Linked DNA regions of Macaca mulatta: region 1 is linked to region 2. Evidence: chromatin contacts called from public Hi-C data. All regions are on one chromosome and are shown on one strand. Each heading gives the region's core, a stretch centred on a gene start, on an enhancer-like site or on the middle of the called end of the contact. The rest is flanking DNA. Distances are from core to core; before and after follow the strand shown. Region 1 holds the start of ZNF157 (zinc finger protein 157). Region 2 holds the start of CDK16 (cyclin dependent kinase 16).

What was found. A called contact is a pair of places that touch in the nucleus more often than the background predicts.
Region 1: a Hi-C map of fetal cortex germinal zone shows a contact between it and region 2, with 2.3 times the contacts expected there. The contact joins the promoter of ZNF157 here to the promoter of CDK16 in region 2. A contact is called at or near these places in 2 of 14 Hi-C or Micro-C datasets (CD4 T cells and fetal cortex germinal zone).

Annotation. Positions count from the first base shown.
Region 1 is chrX:47,379,352-47,384,375 of T2T-MMU8v2.0, reverse strand. ZNF157 (zinc finger protein 157) reads right to left here and starts at 2,112. Exons shown (of 7, transcript XR_013412807.1): 1 at 1,870-2,112. LOC144338583 (a long non-coding RNA gene) reads left to right here and starts at 321. Exons shown (of 2, transcript XR_013412823.1): 1 at 321-569; 2 at 1,395-2,094.
Region 2 is chrX:47,248,371-47,253,267 of T2T-MMU8v2.0, reverse strand. It overlaps CDK16 (cyclin dependent kinase 16), which reads right to left and starts at 3,384. Exons shown (of 17, transcript XM_077988606.1): 1 at 2,574-3,384. The coding sequence starts at 2,626.

The DNA.
Region 1 (5,024 bases), core at 863-3,362, 130 kb before region 2:
CAGGAAAATTGCTTGAACTTGGGAGGCAGAGATTGCAGTGAGCCAAGATTGCGTCACTGCACTTCAGCCTGGGCAACAGAGCAAGACTCTGCCTCAAAACAAAAAAAAAAAGAAAGAAAGAAAGAAAGAAAAAAAAAGGCAGAAAGAAAAAAGAAAAAAATAATTAGGGTGAACATGAACACTGGAAAGAAATGAAAATGAAAATGTAGCTTTCTTGCCAATAAGATTATTTTATACATAGAAAACCTACCAGACTGCTAAAAGACTACTAAAATTCATAGGGTATAATACAATGTAAGGGGCTGGATACAAGGTAAAATTATAAAAGCAGATAGCTTCTTTTGTTTTTTTTTTTGTTTTTTTTTTTTTTGAGATGGAGTCTCACTCTGCCACCCAGGCTGGAGTGCAGTAGTGCAATCTTGGCTCACTGCGATCTCCACCTCCCTGCGACCTCCACCTCCCAGGTTCAAGCGATTCTGAGATTCTGCTACCTCAGCCTCCTGAGTAGCCGGAATTACAGGCGAGCGCCACCATGCCCGGCTAATATTTGTATTTTTAGTAGAGACGGGGTTTCACGATGTTGGTCAGGCTGATCTCGAACTCCAGACCTCGTGATCTGCCCACCTCGGCCTCCCAAACTGCGGGGATTACAGGCATGAGCCGCCGCGCCTGGTCAAAAGCAGACAGTTTCTCTCTACAATAACAACGAGCCAATGGAAACAAAATTGCATAAATAATGATAGCAAAAACTATATAAAATACGTAAGTGTAACTTTGTTGTTGTTGTTGTTTTTTTTTTTTTTTTTGAGACAAGGTCTCCCTCTGTCATCCAGGCTGGAGTGCAGTGGTGCAATCAAGGCTTTCGCAATCAGGCGATCTTTCCACCTCAGCTTTTTTTTTTTTTCCGTACAGACGGCAGTCTCCCTGTGTTGCCCAGGCTGTTCCCTCCTGGACTCAAGCAATCGCCCTCCTCGGCCTTCCAAAGTGCTGGGATTACAGGGGTAAGCCACTGCGCCCGGCCAGAATAAACATTTTAAGGAGGTGGGCCTATACGATTACAAAAAGAGAAAAATTTTGACTAATATAAAATAGTCGGCCTGGCGCGGTGGCTCACGCCTGTAATCCCAGCACTTTGGGAGGCCGAGGCGAGTGGATCGTTTGAATCCAGGAGTTCTAGACCAGTCTGGGCAACATGGCGAAACCCCATCTCCACTAAAAATATAAAAATTAACCGGGCTTGGTGGCGCGCGCCAGTAATCCCAGCGACTCAGGAAGCCGAGGCACGAGAATCGCTGGAAACCGGGGAGGCGGAGGTTGCAGTGAGCCGAGATCGCGCCACTGCCCTCCACCCTGAGCGACAGAGTGAGACTCCGTCAAAAAAAAAAAAAAAAAAGACGGTGTATACAACATATTCTTGATTGCAGCTAAAGATATTCTTAAGGAAAAGGGCATGCTCTTAAAATTTTCTTTAACAAAGAAAGGCTGAGCATTAATGAATTAACATTCAATTTAAGAAGTTAGATAAAGAGAAAACAGTACAGATAAGAGCAGAAATTAAAGAAATAGAAAACAAAGGTACATCAGAAGAGATATGTGATCAGAGGAGCAACAACGTCAAAAGTTGTTTTTTTTTGGAAAGGTTAATAAAATTAGCAAACCTCTGGGAATACTGATAAAGGAAAAACCCAAAGCGCACACTATTAAGGCTGGACATCAAGACACAGCAGGGAATCTAAAACCTGACTACTCCAGAGGCCCTCATCCCTGACACTCATAGATTCCCATTCATTAGGTTCTTTATTTCCCCACCAGTTGACACCACAACTGCCAACGCATCATCCCCCGAAGCCAACAAAGCTTCAAAATCACCTGAGCGACTATCACGCCATAAAACCTCGTGCACTGCATTTAGCGTCGCGCGCCAAGAAGGCTTAAACGGCCTCTGAGGGGGATTTCCGTTTCCTGTCCTCACCCCGACACTGCACCTTCTAGGGCTGTTGATTTTGCACACGATCAGTAGAACTGAGAGGTTGTAGTCTACTCACTGAACACAGCCCTGTTACGGATCGGCGGAGACTTGGTCCATGAGTGGCGTTGTCAGGCGAGGAATATGGCTGCGCTATGTTGTGTCTCATGGGGGCGGCCATCTTAGCACCCATTCCGTACAGTGGGCTGTTCCACAGAAGGCGGGGGCGAGAGGGCGTTCACGGGTAGAATCCTTCTAGGGGCAAGATTCTGGGAGAAGCTGGTCTTTGGAACTCGGTTCTATAAGTTTGGGCAAATTTTAAAGAAGCAGAGGTGCGCCTCCTACCCAGGGAGGATGGGGCGTGTTCTGATGTTCAAGGGATCCACCACTGGGCAAGAGGAAGAAGTCAGGGTGGTACAATCTCCCCCTTGGCGATACCACTGGGAAGAGGGGGAGAAATCAGGTTAACACAGGTGCCCGTCGTGGGCGATACCACTGGAGAAGAGGGGAAAGGAGTCAGGGTGTACAATCTCCCGATATGCTGCGGTTACCATGGAGAAGACTTGAACTCCCCCATCTCCATTACCCTCCTTGCCCCACTACAATGATAGTAGTTAGGAATAATAATAATAATAATAATAATAATAGTCTTTCATATGAACAACCAATGGTTTTTCTTTCCTTTTTTTAAATTTTTTTATTTTTTTATTTTATTTTTTTTTTTGAGATGGAGTTTCACTCTTGTTGCCCAGGCTGGAGTGCAATGGCACGATCTCGGCTCTCCACAACCTCCGCCTCCCGGGTTCAAGCGATTCTCCTGCCTCAGCCTCCGGAGTAGCTGGAATTATAGACATGCTCCGCCACGCCCGGCTAATTTTGTATTTTTAGTAGAGACGGAGTTTCTCCATGTTGGTCAGGCTGGTCTCAAACTTCCGACCTCAGGTAATCCACCCGCCTCTGCCTCCCAAAGTGCTGGGATTAGAGGCGTGAACCACCGCGCGGGGCCATGGACAACCAATGGTTTTTTTTAGCAAATTATCAATAGAAAAATGCTTAAAGCCCAGGCGCGGTGGTTCACACCTCTAATCCCAGCACTTTGGGAGGCTGAGGTGGGCGGATCACTTGAGATCCAGAGTTCAAGACTAGCCTGGGCAACATGATGAAACTCGTCTCTACTAAAAATACAAAAATTAGCCGGGTGTGGTGGCACACACCTGTAGTCCTAGCTACTCAGGAGGCTGAGGTGGGAGGATCGCTTCAGCCCAGGAGTTAGAGGCTGCAGGGAGTTATGATTGCACCACTGCACTCCAGCCTGGGTGACAGAGTGAGACCCCATTTCAATTTTTTTTTTTTTTAAGAAAAATGCTTAGAAAATGGCCAGGCGCGGCCAGGTATGGTGGTTCATGCCTGTAATCCCAACACTATGGGAAGGGGACGCAGGAGGATCACTTGAGGTCAGGAGTTCAGGACCAGCCTCAGCAAAATGACAAAACCCGTCTCTACCAAAAATACAAAACTTAACGGGTGTGGTGGTGTGCATCTGTAGTCTCAGCTACTCAGGAGGCTGAGGTGGGAGGATGGCTTGAACCTGGGAGGTGGTGGTTGCAAGTGAGCAGAGATCACGACACAGCACTCCACCCTGGTCAACAGAGTGATACCCTGTCTAAAAAAGAAAAGAAAGGGAAGAGAAGAGAAGAGAGAAGAGGAGCCTGGCGCCATGGCTCAGGCCTGTAATCCCAATACTTTGGGAGGCCAAAGTGGGTGGATCACCTGAGGTCAGGAGTTTGAGACCAACCTGGCTAACATGGTGAAACTCTGTCTCTTGTATTAGTAAAATATAAAAATTAACCGGCCGTAGTGGTGCGTGCCTGTAATCCCAGTGACTCAGGAGTCTGAGACACGAGAATAGCTTGAACCCGGGAGGTGGAGGTTGCAGTTAGCTGAGATCACATCACCGCACTCCAGCCTGGGTGAAAGAACGAGACTCCATCTCAAACAAACAAAAAATGTTATTGATCTTGGCTGGGCGCGATAGTCCACGCCTGTAATCCCAGAATTTTGGGGAAGGCCGAGGTGGGCAGATCACTTGAGACGAGCCTGAGCAACATAGTGAGACCTCATCTCTGCAAAAAATAAGCAAAATTAGTTGTGCATGGTGACGTGTGCCTATAGTCCCAGCTACTCAGGAGGTGAGGAGGTGGGAGGATCTCTTGAGCCTGGGAGGTCCAGACTGCAGTAAGCCATGACTGCACCACTGCACTGCAGCCTGAGGGACAGAGGGAGACACTGTCTCAATCAATCAATCAATCAAATGGTATTGATCTTGATTACTGAGTTTTTTTAATACCCCCTTACATTTTACACTTAAGGCAAATGCCTCCCTCACCTTACCCTAGTCCTAGCCCTGCAGAGAAACCTTGTTCTCTAAAATCATAGACTATCGGAAATTTTCCTGTTTGAAACAATATCAATAAGAATAAAACCGCCTACTCTTCCCTGGAGGATCTAAGCTACTGTGACACAGAGAAATAGCCTTGATTTCTGACCCAGGTGCAGAGCTTCAGATAATGGGTATCTGAAGTCAAAACTTCACATCTATGTTTAGTGTTTATTTTTTTTTCTTTTCTTTTTCTCTCTTTTTTTTTTTTTTTTTTTTTTTTTGTTTTGCTGAGATAGGGTCTCACTCTGTCACCCAGGCTGAAGTGCAGTGGCATGATCATAGCTCACTGCAACCTCAACCTCCTGGACTCAAGTGATCCTCCCACCTCAGCCTTCCAAGTAGCTGACAGACTACAGGCACACACCACATCACCCAGCTACCTTTGTTCGTTTTTTGTAAAGACAAGATATTACTATGTTGCCCTGGCTGGTCTTGAACTCTTGGGCTCAAGGGATTCGCCCACCTCAAGTGCTAGGATTACAGGCCTGAGACACTGCACACAGCCTATCTTTCGTGTTTCTTTTTTGTTGTTGTTTCTTTTTTTCATTTTTCATTTTTTGAGACAGAGTCTTGCTCTGTTGCCCAGGCTGGAGTGCAGTGTGTGGTCTCGGCTCACTG
Region 2 (4,897 bases), core at 2,135-4,634:
CCTTCCTGATCCCCAAAGACATACACCCATCCTCAGACTACTCTCATACTCAAGGATACTCACCACACCAACCACTAAGGACCTGGTCATCGCACTCTATGTCCTGATCCCCATTAATACACGCTAGACCCTCAAGGAGGCCTCACTACATCTTACCTGCTATTATCTCATATACCCATCAGCATTCAAAGCCCTAACACATAACATACCGCCCTGAACTCTGTCAGCACACACTCAGCCTCCTCTGAGTAACTCTTGCCACCACATTCTTGGGCCCCTCCCTGGCCTAGCTTCTTCTTACCTTCTCCATAGCACTGACTCCCCACATTAACATATTGTTCCCCTTACATGATTCTGACCTCTATTAACATGCACTTGGGGTACTCTATAGCTGACCCACATTAGCACTCACTGGACTTTCTTCATGCTGCTCTGAATGCTGTTAACATAAAGTGAACCTTACAGAAAGATCTCTAGCCAGTGTTACCCACACTCAGGCCCCTTCACAGCTATGACCATCATTAACACACATTCCAGTCCTTCTACTGTCCTGTCCCCTTGGTCAGCACAAACTGAGTCTTCACTCAGGCCTCATTTCTATTAGCACACGCTGGGCCTCACACAGTCCTGCCTCCCCGTTAGTACACTCTGAACCCTTACTCAGCCCTATTCCCCAGGGACACAAGAACACACTGTTCTACCATGGCCTGACCCTCATTAGTGCACACAGGTCTCCATTCAGCCCTGACTCCCATTAGCACACACTTCAGCCCTCCCTAGCTGTAATCCACTTTAGCACACCGAGATCATCACACATTCCTGTCCTCTATTGCTCTCTGCTCCGACCCCTCCACAGATATAATCCCTGTTGGTTACACTTGGATCCCTTCATGAAAGCCCTGATCCCCCTTATTACACACTAGATTCCCTCTGCAGCCCTACCCCCAAGTAGCACCCCCTGGAACCTCAACATACTCTGGTCCTCCGCGGACACAAGGGCACAATCTTTGCAAGGTTCTGATGCTTATTAGCATATTCCAGACTTTACACAGCTGACTCTCCCAATGGCACACATTGAAGAGCCTCTATGGCTCTAAACCCACATTAGCAACCACCAGAACTTCTTATATTACCCTGCTCCTTCCTAGTGTGCCCTCGAGACTCTCATTCCCTGTGTCCATGGACACACTCACACCTCACATCACCTTGACTCTTCATCCACTGAGCCTCTGACGGTGCTAAAACACTTCCTTCCCCACCACCCCTTCCCGGGCCCAGGCAGACACACAATTTGCATCTCCCTTAGGCCAGGCTCAGGTCTTCCACAGTTCTTCCTCCATTAGATACCCTCAGGATCTTCCTCCACTCTGCCCTCATTAGCATATACTGGGTCCCAAACTACCTAGACCTTCGAGGCCACAGGCATACACTCTCTACAGCCATGACCCTCACTGGCAGACACGCCTCACTCGAGTCCTTTAACTACCTGCCCTCCAAAAGCACACACTGCATTCTCACACACCGCAGGCCCCAGGGACAGACACGCAGCATTAACAGCATCCCGGGCCTCACTGCCACACGCCAGGCCTCAGAGCCCTGACCCCATCAGCACACGTTCTGGTACCTGTGCCACCCTGTCCCCCATGAACACACACCGGGCCTCTCCGCGGACATAACCCCTATGAGCATGTCTTGGAACTTCCTCGACATCCCCCGTTATACACCCTCGGGTCCCTCACCCGCTCCGCACCCCGCCCTCCTTCCACAAGCACACACGGGGCCTTGAACCTTACACGGCTTATTGGCATGAGGCTTACTGCCACATGCTCCGACCCCCATTAGCAAACCCCCCAAGTCTTTCACCCCATTGTCACCCATTTCCACACCCTTTGGTCCTTTGATTTCCCCTGCTCCCCATTAGCACCCACAGCACTTCCCACCCCAGCTCCCAGGACGGGCCCAGGGCGGGGCCAAGGTCAGGGAGGCCCCAAATGACCCCCGCCCCGGTGCATTCTGGGAAATTCGCCGGGGGTGGGGGCACCTGCCAGCCCGGCAGCCCAGACCCCTGGGCACCGCCCGGGGTGGGTTCTGAAGGAGGAGGGGCAGCCCCCACGCCTCGGGGACGCGCTCACCGGCGGGGGCGCGCGAGCAACCTCAGAGCCGCGGGGCCGGCGCGGCGGCGCCTGGGGCGGCGGCCCGGGATGAGGCCGCGCGACCTCCTTCTCCTCCTGTTCGCCGCAGGCGCCCGTCCCAGTAGTCTTCAGCCATGGTTGCTGGGCCCGGGCCGCCGCCGGCTGAGGAGGAGGAGGCGGCGGCGGCGGCGGTGGCTGAGGCGGAGGCGGCGTCCCGCTCAGCCGGCCATGAGCTTGGCCGCTGCGGGCGATGCCCCCGGGCTCGTTGGCGCCGGCTCGAATCCGAGTGCTCACGGCGGCTCGCGGCTCAGAGCCGGCTGATCGCGGAGTGGCGGCGGATCCCAGGGCCGAACAGCCAACGGCCCAACCGCCGCGCGCGCCGCGCTCCGCGCATGCGCACGCAGGCGCTCGGAAGGGTGAAGTAGAAAGGAGGGGACTCACCTCGGACTGCCTGTACCAAAGGACCCGTCCGCAGCGGGAGGGGACGCGGCCATCGCGAGCCCACAGGGGGATGCGGCGCCAGGCCGGGGACGGCACCAGGGAGAAGTGTGGAGGCTGTTTAGTACTCAGTTCCGATCTTGGCAGAAGTTTGCTAGCGCCTAGGTGAGCAGCGGCCAGTAACCTGGCGCGTCCATCACCACTCGCTCCCCCTACTCAGTCTCACTTGGTACATCCCCATGGTGGCAAACGGGACTTTTGCAAGGAGGAAAAAGAGAAATGAAGCACTCCGTTCTAGTCCCTTGAGGTGCCTGGGGAGGAAGGCATTTTAAAGGTTCGCGAGAAGATGACTTTTCGAGGAGAGGCAGCCTGAAGAGTTATTGGCCTTTACCACCTTACCTAGGACAGCCTATCCCCGCCCATCTGCCCCCCCAACCGCTACCTTATTCCCATAGTGAACGTGTACAGCCCCGCCCTTTGAGGTTGTCGCCCAGCCAATCGGATTTGCTCTCTGTGGCGAGGCTGAGCAAGAATAAAGGGCGTGGCTGACTGAAGAGGCGTGATTTCGCTTTCTACCCAACTCCACACGCCTCCGCCCGGGTTTCATAGGTTTTCTCCGTCAGCGGGGGTGGGGCCTTCTTTTTGTTCTGAGCTTCTCCTTCGCTATAGGCCGAATATTCCGCAAGGTGATTGGTCACAACTGCGCTCAATCGGGTCTCGTCCCGCCTTTAGCCCGCCCTCCATCTCATACAGCGGGCCTCCCGGGGTGAAAGCGAAGCTGAGAAAGGGGAAAGAGGCGGATCCTTAGAGGTGCAGGAGCCGCTACTGCGCATGCTTGGAACTTCTAGCCGGGCGGAGCCTCTCTTCTGCCTCACACGAGTATTTGCATAGGCGCCGTGCGTTGGATTTTCCTGCCACCTCTCTTGCCCGCCACAGCCCCGCCCGTGCCTTCCCTCACTCTGCGGGTTTTTTGTTTTGTTTTGATGTCAGTCAACACAAGTAGAACACTCCGCGATTTTATTTCCATTTTATTTATTGGGCGCCTGTTGTGTGACAAGCACTAACAGGTCGACCTAATCCCTCACTTCCTTCTGCCTGGAAAACCACACTATCCCCAAGTCCCGCTCAAAGGGCTGCAACCTCCAGCAGGCCTTCTGGCACATCCTTACACTACCCTGTTCCAAAGCAGCCTCCCGCCTCTTCCGGGCTTCCCTTTATGGCAGCCTTGGTCACACCAGTTAGGATTTTCAGTAAGGTTTATATTAGTGAAGATTTCCCGGGCCATGATGGGAGTGGAAACATTTGACAAAGACAAAAGTCCTCGCCTTGGCCTAGAATAGGTCCATCACTTCTCTGACCTCATCTCTTCCTCTTCTTCCCCCGACTCACTGCCACCATACTAGCGCTCTTTCTAGCCGTTTCTGAGTGAAACGGGCACAATCCAGCCTCAGGGGTTTTGCATTTGCTGTGGTTCCCTTTGCCTGGAATGCTCCTGCCCCACATCCACGTGCCTCATTCTCTCACTTCTTCCAGGTGCTTGCTTCAACGTCATCTCCATGAAGCCTTTCCTATTTAAAAATTCCTACCTGCACTGCCATCATTCCAGATCCCCAGATGGGGCTCTGTTCCTCGCCTTTTGAAGAACATTGATCAACTTCTAAGGTACAATTTGCTTACTGTGCTTATAGTCTGTTCTGGGTCTCAAGCTAGCAGAACATAAACCGCAAGAAGACAGGGATCTTTGTTTTCACTTTCTAGGCACGTGCTGTCTCACGTGCCTAGAAAGTGACTGGCACACAGCACGCAACAAATGTTTGTTGAATGCCTGCCAGAGCAGGCCAAGAAAATAAAATGATCAGAAGGAGGTGGGCAAATAGTTCCAGGCAATGACAAGAGAAACCTTTGTCCCACCCTATCCTTTGTGGCTGCTGGGTGCAGGGGGCTCGGTGCAATGACGCAACCCCCGCCTGCTGAGCCCTGATCTCTGGCTGGTGTTGTAATGGGAGACAAACTGCAGAGTAAAATGGAATGAGGTGGAGGGAGAACAACTAAGATGCAACCAGGATTCATGCATGACTCAAAAGCTTGTTTTGATGGAGAAGGGTGTCAGGTACGAATAAGGTGTCAAGGAGATCCAGGAGTTGTGGTAGGGAAGAAATGGAGCTGTAATGGGGGAGGTGCAGCGAACAAGGTGTCTACAGAGTATCTGCAAAGGAGCTGGCATACTGGAGAAAGAAGACAACAGTTGTGTTCAAGCCTCAGCTGCTGTAGTAGCATGACCAGTGGACTGCGGTGTGGTGTCTAGGATACTCTAGAGCAATAATGGG